4 separate regions of the Mus musculus genome follow, and all the other regions are linked to region 1. Evidence: chromatin contacts called from public Hi-C and promoter capture Hi-C data. All regions are on one chromosome and are shown on one strand. The core of a region is the stretch at or near the end of the contact, and the rest is flanking DNA. Distances in the headings are between cores, read along the strand shown. Region 1 holds the start of Polr3b (polymerase (RNA) III (DNA directed) polypeptide B). Region 2 holds the start of Fbxo7 (F-box protein 7). Region 3 holds the start of Prdm4 (PR domain containing 4). Region 4 holds the start of Pwp1 (PWP1 homolog, endonuclein).

Region 1 (3,363 bases), core at 278-2,777:
AGCACAACGTTTAGATACAAGCACTGAAATTTAACTAGCTAACTCTGTACGCAGATTACCTTGGACCAGGTTTAAAAAAAAAAAAGAACACATATTATTAGATGGTGCTAATTATACAGGTGAACTATTAAATAGTTCAACTATTAAATGGCCAGGAGCATTGTACACACTCATGTGACACCATCCATCTCCACAATTTTTGTATGTTCCCAAACTGAAACTCATTTAAAAACTGTTGGCATCTTTTACCTCTTCTTCCCATGGGATTTTTCTTACCATTGGACTTGCATGAACTCATTTCCAATTTCAGTGACAAATCCTTTTGTCTTCTACCAACTGTGTGTTTACTATTCATAGAGATTTTTTATAGGTGTATCTAATTTTTTAAAAATTAATGGAATACAACTTTTAGCAATTCTTATGCTTTCTCCGTTGCCATCCTTGAAATCTTTCACCAATCAATGTTATTAATACATTACCTTTTCTTTGGAGACAGGGTTTCATGTAGCCCAGGCTGGCCTCGACCTTGTTAGGTAGCCAAGGATGCCCTTGAATTTCTGGATGCCCTCCTACCTCTAGCTTCTAAATGCTGGGATTATAGGTGTCTGTGCTGCCGTGGGAGGATTATGTGCAATCCTTCGTTTATTCGGTGTAGTGGTAACAAACTCCGTCCCTCTGACGTTTCCTTCTAGTGTTTTGTTAAGGTATATTTCATCGACATAGGATTTAAACATATTTTCCCCCAAACCGTTAATTAACTATTCTAATATAATTTATTGGGTTTTCCCTAAGAGGATCTTGGACCTCATTCTTCAAACTCCCTGAGACAGTGAGGTTGTGATCCTACCACCTCTACATACCAAATGCTGGGATTAAAGTCGTGGGCCCCTACACCCTGTCATAGCAGGAATCAACCCCAGGTGCTCTGGAAGAGCAACCAGTAGTCCTCAATCCCTGAGCCGCCCCTGGGTCCTAAGTCACTGATCAGGTCGCTCCCGTTTAAACCCTTCAATGGTGCTTTACTATTCCCAGGGAGAAAGTCTAACACCTTCTAAGAGTTAACACATTTCAGAATCAGGAAGGCATCTTTTACTGCCCCCTGGCTGTCCTGGAACTCACTTTGTAGGCCAGGCTGGCCTCGAACTCAGAAATCCGCCTGCCTCTGCCTCCCGAGTGCTGGGATTAAAGGCGTGCGCCACCACGCCCGGCTGATGCCTGTTCATTACACGCAGGTACCACCAATTATTTAAGCAAGGACTTTTGCTCTTCTGTACTACACAACATACAAGCAGTTTAGACTGAGTTAATTGAAATCTCTGCTTTAGAAGTTCATGTTGTGACTAATGTGTATTATCGAGTCATTTTTCAGATTAGTTATACAGTTAGAACTACTATACTTTGCCGTATTCAATCATTCTGGGGATACTGGAAATGAGCCTGTCAAGAGGCTAGGATTAGCCCGGCGAGACCTCGGAAGTACACCAGTGGGTGTAGTTTTCCACATCCGGCTCGGTCACTTCCGGGTTCCTCCGCAGGTTAGGCCCTGACCAGGCGGAACCTTTTGAAACGCCTCCCCGTAAACAAGCGCCACGGGGACACCGGAGGAGAACGCACACCACTCTCCGCGTGCTACTTGCTTGGAGCCGCACGGGCGGATGTGAACATTCTGCCGACTTCTTCCTCTACCGTGAATGGAATGGATGTTCTAGCCGAGGAGTTCGGGAGCCTGACTCCGGAGCAGCTGACTGCGCCGATCCCGACTGTGGAGGTAAGTGCCGTGAGCGCAGGCAGCGGAAGAGGTTGGAGACGACTAAGGAGGCGTTGCCGGGAGAGTTTTCAGGATGACGAGGGCGGGTCCCTGGGCTTCTACGCATGCTCAGAACTTCTGCACATGCTCGGAGCTCCGGGTGTGTGAGCTTTTACCAGGTGTGGTTCTTGAGCGTTTGTAGCAGCAAGTACAGATCTCTCAGTAGCGTCCTACGTTTAGAAGCTTAGCGAATGGCTCTCGGGTAAAGCTTTTCTAATTTAAGTGTGCACTGGCAAGAATTGGTCCTTGTGTATTCTCTCAGGAACCAATATCTTCTTGCCGATCTCACCTGGAAGGACACAGAGATCCTGAGAACGTAGGCAATGTTCTTGAGGTCCCATAGCCGGCTTTGGTGCTAAAAGTAAATGGGAATCTCACCCTTGTCATCATTTTCCTTTTACTCCACAGTTTCTTTGGACTGCAGGTTTAGTTTAAGTACCTTGACTATCCCTTCGTCCCCCATTTTTGATCTTGTATTTTCTTAGGGGCCCCTATAGCTTTCATCAGATTCTTAAAAGTTAAAGGATAATTGCTTCACGGTGAACTGCCTAAGGAAGTGCAGTTATTGACATGATTTTGTTTCCTGAGAAGGTATATAAATTCTCACTGAACCTTGACATCTTTGGCACAGAATAGGGACATCTAGGACTGAAGATGGTCGAGGAAGAAATTCAGGCAGAGGAACAGGTTGTACATGACCCCAGACACACCATCAGTTGTTTCAGGGGAACAAATAAATCTAGTGGAGCTAGGGGAAGAGGGCAGTAAAAGATGCCTTCCTGATTCTGAAATGTGTTAACTCTTAGAAGGTGTTAGACTTTCTCCCTGGGAATAGTAAAGCACCATTGAAGGGTTTAATTGGGAGCGACCTGATCAGTGACTTAGGACCCAGGGGCGGCTCAGGGATTGAGGACTACTGGTTGCTCTTCCAGAGCACCCGTGGTTGATTCCTGCTATGACAGGGTGTAGGGGCCCACGACTTTAATCTCAGCATTTGGTATGTAGAGGTGGTAGGATCACAACCTCACTGTCTCAGGGACTTTGAAGAATGAGTTCCAAGATCCTCTTAGGGAAAATACACAGTATTTGTCTTTGTGTTTGGCTTATTTCTCAGTGTTCCCCTACTCCTAATCAACAGGACCTGCAGCCCATGCAGCAAAGGATAGTTAAGAATGTAGCCCAGTCCAAAACTGCAGACTTAACTCCAAGCTTTATGAGTGTTATTTTATTTTACTTTTAATATTTTTGGTATGGCTCTCCAGGGAGAGTTTTGTAGATCACAGCGTCGTGTTACAGTGTTGCTGTAAGGAACCTTCCTCACAATCGTCCTTAATTGCAGCATGAGCTGGAACTCTCGGTGTCTTCCAAATGGGCCACTACACTGCTTTCTGGTCCTTCTGTCTGTGTTTCCCAGCCCTAACTCAGCTTTTGAGCCACGGTGCACTGGCTCACTGGAACCTGCTGTCACCTCATTCACTACCTTAAGCCTCTTCAATGTACCTACCTTTCTTTCCTCACCATGTCTAACTCATAGCAGGCATAGACATCCTCAGTGT
Region 2 (3,363 bases), core at 228-2,727, 1.4 Mb after region 1:
AATGTTTATTGATGTGGGTTAGTAAGCTTTGGAGGACAATTGATATGCAGCAAAAGATTTTACTAAGACACTGTGTAACAACTAAAAGCTGCTTTAAATTTTGTGGTAACATGAAGGGGCTAAAGGAGTTGGCTTCAGCTTCAAGTTCCTAAGGGCAGCGCCAAGGAAGAAAGGAAGTAAATGCTGTTAATCCCACAGGAAAAAAAAAAATCAGTCCCACAGATTCGAGGAGAAAGACCATCAACCCCAAACCATCATGGCCAAATTAATTAATCAAGCTTTTCTTGGTATGTATACATGGGCTGGACATAGGTAAGGTAAGATTGTAATAGTTCAGGAGTAGGGGGTTTCCAGATGAGGATTTGGCAGGCAAATAGGCATGTATTACCGAAGCAGAACATAAGCATACCAAGTTGGTCATAACAGCCTCTTGAAACAAAGACATGGTTGCAAGGTGGTTACAACAGGGTCACCATAATAACCTTTTAAAATAAAGGCATGGGGCAGTACAGAGCCATTTGTAGCTAAGGTTACAGGTGGGACATAGCCCAATCCTTGAGAAACCTAGTTTGTCTTTACTATAAGATGGCTTTTACGCCTGAGATGGAGGCAGTCTGGTTTATCAAGATTTATCGTGAGAAGTGAAGAGCTATACTGTTGTGGCCTTCAAATCCATTGGGAGAAACCAAAGACTTAGGCTCAATTCAAATTTATATTAAAATGAGTTTATGCTTACTGCTAGCAGAAGGAAGGCAGCTTTAGAGCCCAAACAGCATTCCATAGGGAAGGGGGACTAAGGATAAGATGGGGTTTTAAATTGGACATCAGAAAGGTGTATATTACAACTTACCACGAAATACAAGCTGGGCAGGAAAACTGTTTTACTTTCCTCAGTTGTTTCTCACCTTCCCGCTATATAGTAATTAAAAGATCATTTCATCCCTTTCCCATAGCGATAGTGAGTTTTAAAGAAGCAAAGGCAGCAGTTACTATCCTCACAGCCATTATCCTATTCTTATCTCACCTGCAGGTCTCTAGTACCTCCCAGGCATCCAACAGCCCTTAAGGGATCCCTGGCTCCACATTAACTTTCTTTAGTCATCACAGGGGACCTGTGTACATTATTTCTCAGGCAGGTCTGAGCACTCTAATGACAGGGATAGAGCAGTTCATTTCTGGGCACGGAAACCAGTGACATCAGGTTAGGGCCGTCTGTCATGTCTCCACACTGTTGGCAGCATTCCTTCCAGAGCTAAAGATCCTGCTTGCTGGGAGGGAAGGAACAAACTCGCTCACCCCAGCAGAAGCAGAAGCAGAAGCGTAGAGACTCAAGTGCGCCCAAGCAAACCCAGCGCCTGCGCCGTGCGCGCCTCGCCTCCAGGTGGCGATGTCGCGCGCCGAGCCAGCGATAGGGAAGCGCAGGCGCTCGGCCCTCCGCTCGAGCGGAAGGCTCTAGGGGGCGTAGTCGACCGAGCGGCGAGCGCTGGGGATTCCTCGGGAGCGCAGGCCCGGAGCTCCTTGCTTTCGGTTTCTTCCCGGGGCCGACCGAAGCTTGCGGTCCGACTCTCGCCATGAAGCTGCGCGTGCGGCTTCAGAAGCGGACCCAGCCGCTCGAGGTGCCGGAGTCGGAGCCAACGCTCGGGCAGCTGCGCGCGCACCTCAGCCAGGTCCTGCTGCCCACGTTGGGGTTCAGGTGAGCCGCGTCGCTGTCGTGGGGCTCGGGGGATGGCGCGCTTCGAGCGGTCACGTGAGGCCCGGGCCTCCCGGGTGTAGCTGCACTGGGCGCCTGTGACTGTGACGCTCGGCAGCTGGGTGCTGGCCGGGGTCCGGCTCCGAGAGACCATGGCCCAGCCTCCCCCGGGTGCCGCTGTCCTCCCCGGTGAGTAGTCACTTCCGGGGTTTCGGTCGCTGCGGCCCCGAGGGCGGGAAGGGAACTCGGGAAGCTTGGCTTGCGTTAAATCTCCCGGTGTTAACTTGAGTTTACCTCTGCGGTTGGGATAGTTCAGTGGTTAAATCGGAAAAGCATCGTGCTCAAGGTGACAAAAGTCTTGACACCTTAGGTCACTGTAATTTGTGCCACTGCCCAAGGCTACAGTAACTTTAAAAACAGCTGAGCGTGCAAGTGGCAGACTGCACCTAACTGTAACTTTCTCACTTTCTCACTGTAAGGGTTCAGGAAGTACGCCTGTCAGCGGGCATTCTCTGGGTGAGAATGTTGCTTTTTTTTCACGAATAGAGGCATGACCCTAGAGAGCTTACAGTTTCATGGCAAGTTGAAAAAGGATTAGGTTCTATTACTAATTTATGGGGTTCTATTACTAATTTTTGCAGATGAAGCGTCTGTGTTTCTGCAGAAGATAGTTTCAGGACATAGAGAGATAACTGTATGGACGACCCACTTCAAGTGCTGAGCTAGAAATTTGAACTAGTGAAGAAAAAAAAAATTAAAAAGATGGGCTCTGGGGCTTCTAAAGGGAAAAATTTTCAAAGAAAAACGTTTCCCATTAATTGGCATTTTAAATAAGCCTTTTCACTTTATTTGTAGGGAGTTAAGCAAAGTGAGACCCTGAATAGATTTTTTCACCCTTCCTCCCTGCTCCCATCCCCCCATTAAGTGAGCCTGAGCTACACCTTTATTCTAGCGCTCTGGAGGAAGAGGCAGGGTTCAAGGTCAGCCTGGTCTACATAGCAAGTTCCAGACCAGCCAGTGTTACATTGTGAGACCCTGTCTAATAAGATAATAATGTTAGCCAAACCATTAAAAAAAGAGCATTTTTTCATATTAAAAGAAAATATGTTGCTGTATTATATATAATATATATTTCCATATAATGGTGACCTACCCACATGTTACTTATTGGTGTAAAACCAAGTGTTTTCAATGTTGATAACAGTTATCTCTCCTCACACTTTGAGAATTCAATTTTTAAGGTATTTACAAGTAGTCTTACTTCTCAGTTAAGCAGGGCAGTTTTGAAAGGGTTGGAAACCCAAGAGCTCTGTTTCTCTTGCATGCTGTTTTCACAGTTGCAGTTGGTTAGGTGGATGGAATTTAAGCCTCAGCTTGTGAAAGTAAACTCATTTCTCTGAAATTTTGTTCATTTAGGGAACAGAAGAGAAGCTTTAAAATGTGTTCATGTGACACATTTGTTATTCTTAAAGAGTATTTTCTAGTAAGCAGATCAAAGATTGCATATATGTATATATGCAAGCTTCTGGAATTGTATTATTTTTGGTAAAATCACCTGACCCCCCAAAATGACAGAAAATAGGGCCTTGGAAAACACTTCAGAAAAGTGGGAGGGAAAACTGGCATTTCTGTTAAACAGACCGCTCCTTATCCCATCTACAGAACGAATTGTT
Region 3 (3,363 bases), core at 447-2,946, 1.3 Mb after region 1:
AAAATGAGGTACACTATCTGAAGGACCAAAGATCAACAAAAGGATGTTACTTCTCACGAAGAATGGAAACTCTGTGTAACCTAAAGAAGCCACTGCTACTTTAGCAAAGTCTCTAGGCCCCAGCTAGTTTAAAACAGACTTCTCTAAATTCTCCCACCTGCAACCATACCTAAAATACAACCATCACTGGAACCACAAGGCCTAAATACAACATACAGATTACAGTAACTTATTAGAGCAGAGTTAAGTGTGTGGCTTCACCTCCTATTCTTAAAGCTCCTGAACGTCTATACAATGTCATCATCAATAATAACTCGTGTGAAATTCTGGACCTTCTCACACCCGTTCAAACAAGACTTTAGTAACAGAGGCTCAGCAGATTTCTGTTTGATGTGAGTCCCCAAAACGTGATGGCCTCAACAGCCATAAACCAAAGGTCACAAGTACTCAAAGACAGAAGACACCAGGAAGGAATGCTGCACACAGTGACTCCCAAGGGACCTTCCCCTTCAACAAGGCACAGCCATTCTACCAACCTCATATCACCGTCCTAAGAAGGCCTAAAGGATACTGAGTTCTTTCTGTCTTGTCACTGTGTCTTCTGCCAATTATTCTTAGCTGTTTTTATGTTTCTAACTGACCGAAGTTGATCAATTGTTGGTTGCAAACCTCGCGCTGTTTTCTGGAAATGACATTTAAGAAACTAACAGGAATACAGCCACTTTACAAAATGCATCAACCAGCTCCAATAATTTCAGTCAATACGTTTTCTCTTCCCCGCTATATTGACAGCCTTTTAAAAGCTTTTGGGGGCGGGGGGGGGGGGAACCCAGCTAAATACTGCTCCGTCTTTACTACTCCGCTAACACAGTACCTTCTAGTTCAGGAGACTTGCACAATTTAAAAACTTCACCTCCGCACTCCACCATCCCTGGCTACAGTAACCCGCAAACCCCCAAAGGTGAAGAACTATGATACTACAGTAACATTCCAAATTAAAATAGCGAAAGCTAAAATACGACAGGAAAGAGGTGCCAAGCAGCTAACAATGTACGGCTACTCAGAACAATCACCCCAGGAACCAACTAGTACTCTGGATATTTCTATTGGGTTCAGGTGCTCAAATCCATTTACGCGTCACACGTGTGGCCCGAAGGCACCCAAACAAAGACTGAGTCTCCGGCGGCGTCCGCCCCGCTCCCTCGGCCCTGCCTTGGGGACCTGCCCTGCTCACCTGCACGTCCAGGGCAGGGGGCCGGCGGCTGCTAGGTGCGCGATGGGGCCGGTGTCACGTGCTACCACATCCCGCCGGTGGCCGCGCCTCCCCGCACTGCCCGACGTCTCCGAGGGCCGGCGGCTGCGCTCCGCGGCGAGGGCCCGGCATGCTGGGCGGCGCCCGGGGCTGTTTTCCCAGAAGCGCTGGCAGCCGGACTGGCCGACCTGGAAGAAGAGAAGAGCGATCAGCCGTGGCCTTTCCCTGCCCCGGGCCGCTCGAGCCCGCCCCGCCGCGTCGCCCACCTGAGGCCCGCGCTGGGGAGCACTGGCCCGGCCGCCTGGCTCGTCATCGGGCCGAACGTCGGCCCGGACGCTCCTGCCTCCCGGGACCCCGCGCCCGGTTTACAGCTCTCCTAACATTTCCCGCCCGGCCCCGCCCGGTCAGGCCCGCCGCCTTCACGGGGCCGCACCCTCGGGGGCGCCTTTCCGGCTTCTCAGCCACTCCGGGCCCGTTTCCGGCTTCCCAGCCACTCTGCGTCCGTGCTACCTGCCTACGGCCTGCGCTCCGACCCGCTCTTCCGGGGATACGCACCGCCCCCTCTCTGCGTGTGGAGAACCGCAGAGCCCCGGGAGTGGGCGGGCTTAGAGACGCTCCACCCAGAGTGTTGCAGCTCAGCTGGGTGCCGATCCAATCGAGGGCCGAATAATCGCTCCGCCGTTGCTAGGAGACCAGAACTGATACACGTGCTAGGGGTGCGTTCTGAACTCCAACGTTCTCCAGACTCTGCTTTTCTGTCCAGATGGCATGGCCTCAAGTAGGGAAGCATGAATCCACATAACACAACGTTTTTAAATATAGGATTGGGCCAGACGGCGGTGTGGCCCAGGAGTAATCGGGTTTCGATTCTGAAACTCTTTTACCCTGTGTGAAGTTTCCCTGCTCCCACATCATAAAAGATGATGTTGGGATTTGTGCAGGTGTTTTTCTTCTCTCTTTGCCTTCCCGTCCCTTCTGCACGGACAGGCACAGTGCTTACTTAGAATAATCATTGGAACCACAACATCTGCTCGGTAGCCAACTTTTGACATAATGTTTATTCATATGAGTGGGTGGGTGGATGTGAAAGCAAATGTGCATGTGTAAAAGAAGTTAGAGAACAACTTACACTCTCTTTCCCACATGTGGGTACCAGGGACTAAAGAGCCTTACCCTCTTTGCCACCTTGTCAGTCTATTTATGGCAATATCCCATACCCCACAATTCACTAATCATACCTAAGTATTTACCCAATACAGAAACATATACATGTGTGTATGTATGTATGTATGTACAAAGACATATGTACTAAGTTCCTTGCAACTTTGTTAATGATCTGTCATCAACCAATAAAGAGTTGCACTGAATCACCGTTGTGGAGCCCTAGGCAGCAATAAAAAGTAACAAGCTATTTGCATGTAGGTAGACCTCTAGAAGCTTTCTACACTGAGCAAAAAAACATCAGAAACAAAAGACTAGAAGTCTGTATAAAATTCTAGAAAAGGCCAAGACTTTACTAACAGCTCTGATGGATGTTGGAAGTTAGTGATAGGTGAAGAGATGAAATTGCCTATATAGAAAGACAGACATGAGGGACCATTTTGGATAATGGTTACATGCCTGTATATGTTTATAAAGATTGATCAAATAGTAAAGATTGGTGAGTTTTGTCATGTGTAAAAATGCATTTAAAAAGTAAGAGGTGGGGCATAGTGGTGCACACGAGTACTACCAATACTTGAGGATACTAAGGCAGGAAGGTCAGAAATTCAAGGTCATTCTGGTTTACATAGTAAGTTCTAGACAGACCTGGCATCTTTATAAAGACAATATTTAATTAGGGCTGGCTTATCCGTTCAGAGGTTCAGTCCATTATTATCAAGGTGGGAACATGGCAGCATCCAGGCAGGCATGGTGCAGGAGGAGCTGAGAGTTCTACATCTTCAACTGAAGGCTGCTAGGAGAATACTGGCGTCCAAGCAGGTAGAATAAGGGTCTTAAAGCCACACCCACAGTGACACACCTACTCCCAACAAAGCCACACCTCCAAATAGTGACATTCCCTGTGCCAAGCATATTCAAACCACCACACCGGGCTACAGAAGATGTAG
Region 4 (3,363 bases), core at 221-2,720, 1.2 Mb after region 1:
GGAAAGGATCTTCACCAACCATACATCTGACAAAGGGCTAGTATCCAAAATTTGCAAAGAACTCAAGAAGGCAGACACCAGCAATCCAAATAACCCAATTAAAAAATGGCGTACAGAGCTAAACAGAGAATTCTCAGAGGAATCTCAAATGGCAGGGAAGCACTTCAAGAAATGTTCAAAGTCCTTAATCATCAGGGAAATGCAAATCAAAACAACTCTAAGGTTCCACCTTACATCCATCAGAATGTCTAAGATAAAAAAAAAAAACTCATGAGATAGCATATGCTGGTGAGGATGTGGAGCAAGGGGAGCAGTCTTTATTGCTGGTGGGAGTACAAACTTATACAATCACTTTGGAAATCAACTTGGCAGTTTCTCAGAAAACTCAAGACCCAGCCATACCACTTCTGGGCATGTACTCAAGAGATGTTCCATCATCCCACAAAGATGCTTGTTCATCAATGTTCATAACAGTTTTATTTGTAATAGCCAGAAACAGGAAACAACCTAGATATCCCTCACCTGAAGAATGGATAAAGGCATGGTACATCTACACAATGGAATACTATTCAACTATTAAAACCTAAGGCATCATGAACTTTGCAGGCAAATAGATGGAACTTGAGAATATCATCCTGAGTGAGATAACCCAGTCCCAAAAGGGCATGCATGGTGTGTACTCAGTGATAAGTGGATATTGTCCATAAAATACAGGTACCATGGTCCACTTCACAGAACCAAAGAAACTAAACAAGAAGGAAGACTCAATCAAGGAAGCTTGAATCTCACTTAGAAGAGGGAATAAAATAGTCATAAGAGGCTGATGGAGGGAGGGAACTGGGAGAGAGGGGAAATGGGGGATTCAGGATCAGGCATGGAGAAGAACAGGAGAGATAGCTATATGGCCATGAAAATGAATGGAAATCTGCAAAGTGGGGGGAAACCTGCATCTCCAGGACGAGACAAAGGCCTGGGATAAGGGAGGCTCCCAAGAATCAGTGGGGGGTGACCTTAGCTGTGACTCTCATTGGGGATGTGGAACCTGAAGAGGCCATCTCCTGTATCCAGAATGGAACTCCAATAGAGACACCAACCCACCCACAAAACTTTCAACTCAAAATTTATCCTGTCTACAAGAAATGCTGGCATAGGGGAGGGAGCAGAGACTGAGTGAATGGCCAACCAATAACCATTTCAACTTGAGACCCGTCCAGTGGGCAAGCACCAATCCCTAACACTATTAATGAAACTCTGCTATGCTTGCAGACAGAAGCATATTGTTCTCTGAGAGGCTCCCCCCAGTAGCTGATTCAGACAGATACAGACACAGCCAAACAGTGGATGGAGCTTGGGAACTCTTATGGAAGAATAGGAGGAAGGAGATAGAAACTCCACAGGAAGCAGTCGTAGATTTGCATACGGCCCCGCCCATCTCATGCAAATTCCCCTCCCCTTCCCCTTGGCGCCTGCGAGTGACGTCAGCGAGCGCCCGCGCCTGCGCGTTGTTCCCCTCCGCGGAGCTCAAGAGTAGTGTCTCCCAGCTCCCAGGGCTCCAACCTGCGCCGGGTTCAAACCGAAGATCATGAACCGCAGCCGCCAAGTGACCTGCGTGGCCTGGGTCCGCCGCGGCGTGGCCAAAGAGACTCCAGACAAGGTGAGGCCTGTGTATGGGGAGATGCCACGGCATGGCCGTGGGCTCGGCCCCGTCTGGGGCAGCACGCGCCCAGCAGGAGCCACGCGATGGGACCTGCCAGGTTGGCCGGGACTGTAGCCATGTGAGGTGTGGCTCCGGTGACCCGGGCGAGCAGAGACCGCGCGCCCCTTCCCTGCCCGGAGCGGGAACCCCGATCCCATCCCTGAGATGCACGAACACGTGGACTTTTTGTGCACTGGGAAGGGGCGGGGGTGTTTGCTTGTTACGAGTTTCTTACGGTGATCCGGATAAAACGTTATGGGGCAGAGAGAACAAGGTGTCAGTGTAACACAGTATGAAGGAAGTTGTACAAAAGCTGGAGACCGTGGCAAAGGAAGCCGGTTACTCAGGCGGTTTTGTTCATTACACAGTGTTTTCTGCAAGCCAAGCGGAGCCTGGAGTTCCGGGATATGTTGGAGCGATATAGGGCAAAGCCCTGTTCTTGACTTTCGGGATGTCAGGGGTTGTAAGTGTCCTAAAAGAAGTGAAGGGGTTGCTATGGGTGTAATTGTCTGAGTAGTGACAACTCGATATGTGATAGACGTGGGAGTGGCCTCGACATGAATTTACATGCGGTGAGGGATGGAAATACTCCTTATAGGTGTAAATTCTACCAGAGTGCAGGTAGTGTTTAGTCACTGTTTTCTCTGGTGTTTTGCCAACAGCAAGCAAGCAGTGTATATTTATAGGATAGGGACAACACTTGCCTTATTAAAAATTCTCCAAAAGAAAATTGTTTTCATTTTAAAAGGGCCATACACAGCTTTCGAAGTATTAAGAGAGTCTTAAAAATCCCTAGTTGTCATGCCCCAACCCCAAGCAATACAAATACCTTTGTGTGTGTGTATGTGTATGTATGTATGCCCATGTTCATGTGTTTGTGTATGTGTGCGCTGTCTGATTGAACCCAGCGTTAGTCAATCGAGATAGAGTGGCTGGCCAAGGCACCAGAAATTCTCGTCTCTGTAGTCCCTAGTGCTGGGATTACAGGTGTCCCCTACACTACACCCAGCTTTTGAGTGGCTTCTGGGATGGAACTTAGATCCACATGCTTGCTCAACAAAAGCTTTACCGACTGACCTCCGGCCTTCCCCGGAGTTTTTCAGTCTTTAATTTCTGGATCTTTCTCAGGCAGAATTGAATGTCATTCTCAGGGAGATTCTTGTTATCTCAACGTTTTTTGTTGTTGTTTTGGAGACCAGGTCTCACTCTGTAGCCCGCTGTGGCCTCAGACTTATGGCAATCCTCCCGTGTCAGCCTCCTAAATACTAGAGTTATAGGTGTGAGCCACTGAAGATCTGGAGGCTCTTTAGTAGAAACTGAGCCGTTGATTTACCTTCATGTGGAGTGTTGCCATTATGGCCAACCCACACTGCGGGCTTAAGTAAATAAACAATACCCAACTAGTGTTGGCCTTTACAAGCTTAATACAGAAGTGTTAGGTCTGGTCTGGTCTGGTCTGGTCTTTTCTCCAGACAGGGTTTTTTCTGTGTAGCTGTTCTGTAACTCACTCTGTAGACCAGGTAGCCTTGAACTCAGAGAGATCCGCCTGCCTCTGCCTCCCCTGGGATTAAAGGCATGTGTTCCACCCCACCCCCCACCCCCACTGCCTTCTTGTTATGTGCCTTAAAGGTACTGACTCACTATTTAGGTGAGGGAATGCCAGTTTT

The links. Promoter capture Hi-C pulls out the DNA fragments that hold promoters and counts their contacts. Hi-C and Micro-C count contacts between places; a contact is called where the count stands out from the background.
Region 2: a contact with region 1 is called in a promoter capture Hi-C map of liver, with 3 times the contacts expected there. The contact joins the promoter of Fbxo7 here to the promoter of Polr3b in region 1. A contact is called at or near these places in 5 of 39 promoter capture datasets (the HPC-7 cell line, hippocampal neurons, liver and 1 more).
Region 3: a Hi-C map of rod photoreceptor shows a contact between it and region 1, with 8 times the contacts expected there. The contact joins the promoter of Prdm4 here to the promoter of Polr3b in region 1. A contact is called at or near these places in 5 of 39 promoter capture datasets (cranial neural crest, hippocampal neurons, liver and 1 more), 1 of 484 Hi-C or Micro-C datasets (rod photoreceptor) and 1 of 9 other capture datasets (adipose tissue).
Region 4: a contact with region 1 is called in a promoter capture Hi-C map of liver, with 4 times the contacts expected there. The contact joins the promoter of Pwp1 here to the promoter of Polr3b in region 1. A contact is called at or near these places in 7 of 39 promoter capture datasets (the C10 cell line, cranial neural crest, frontonasal cranial neural crest and 3 more) and 1 of 484 Hi-C or Micro-C datasets (B cells).

Annotation. Positions count from the first base shown.
Region 1 is chr10:84,620,771-84,624,133 of GRCm38.p6, forward strand. It overlaps Polr3b (polymerase (RNA) III (DNA directed) polypeptide B), which reads left to right and starts at 1,528. Exons shown (of 28, transcript NM_027423.2): 1 at 1,528-1,768. The coding sequence starts at 1,697. It overlaps Gm17249 (a long non-coding RNA gene), which reads right to left and starts at 1,875. Exons shown (of 2, transcript XR_380645.4): 1 at 1,427-1,875; 2 at 1-688.
Region 2 is chr10:86,020,452-86,023,814 of GRCm38.p6, forward strand. Fbxo7 (F-box protein 7) reads left to right here and starts at 1,478. Exons shown (of 9, transcript NM_153195.2): 1 at 1,478-1,693. The coding sequence starts at 1,572.
Region 3 is chr10:85,915,290-85,918,652 of GRCm38.p6, forward strand. Prdm4 (PR domain containing 4) reads right to left here and starts at 1,697. Exons shown (of 12, transcript NM_001302886.1): 1 at 1,519-1,697; 2 at 1,235-1,440.
Region 4 is chr10:85,870,361-85,873,723 of GRCm38.p6, forward strand. It overlaps Pwp1 (PWP1 homolog, endonuclein), which reads left to right and starts at 1,471. Exons shown (of 15, transcript NM_133993.3): 1 at 1,471-1,654. The coding sequence starts at 1,583.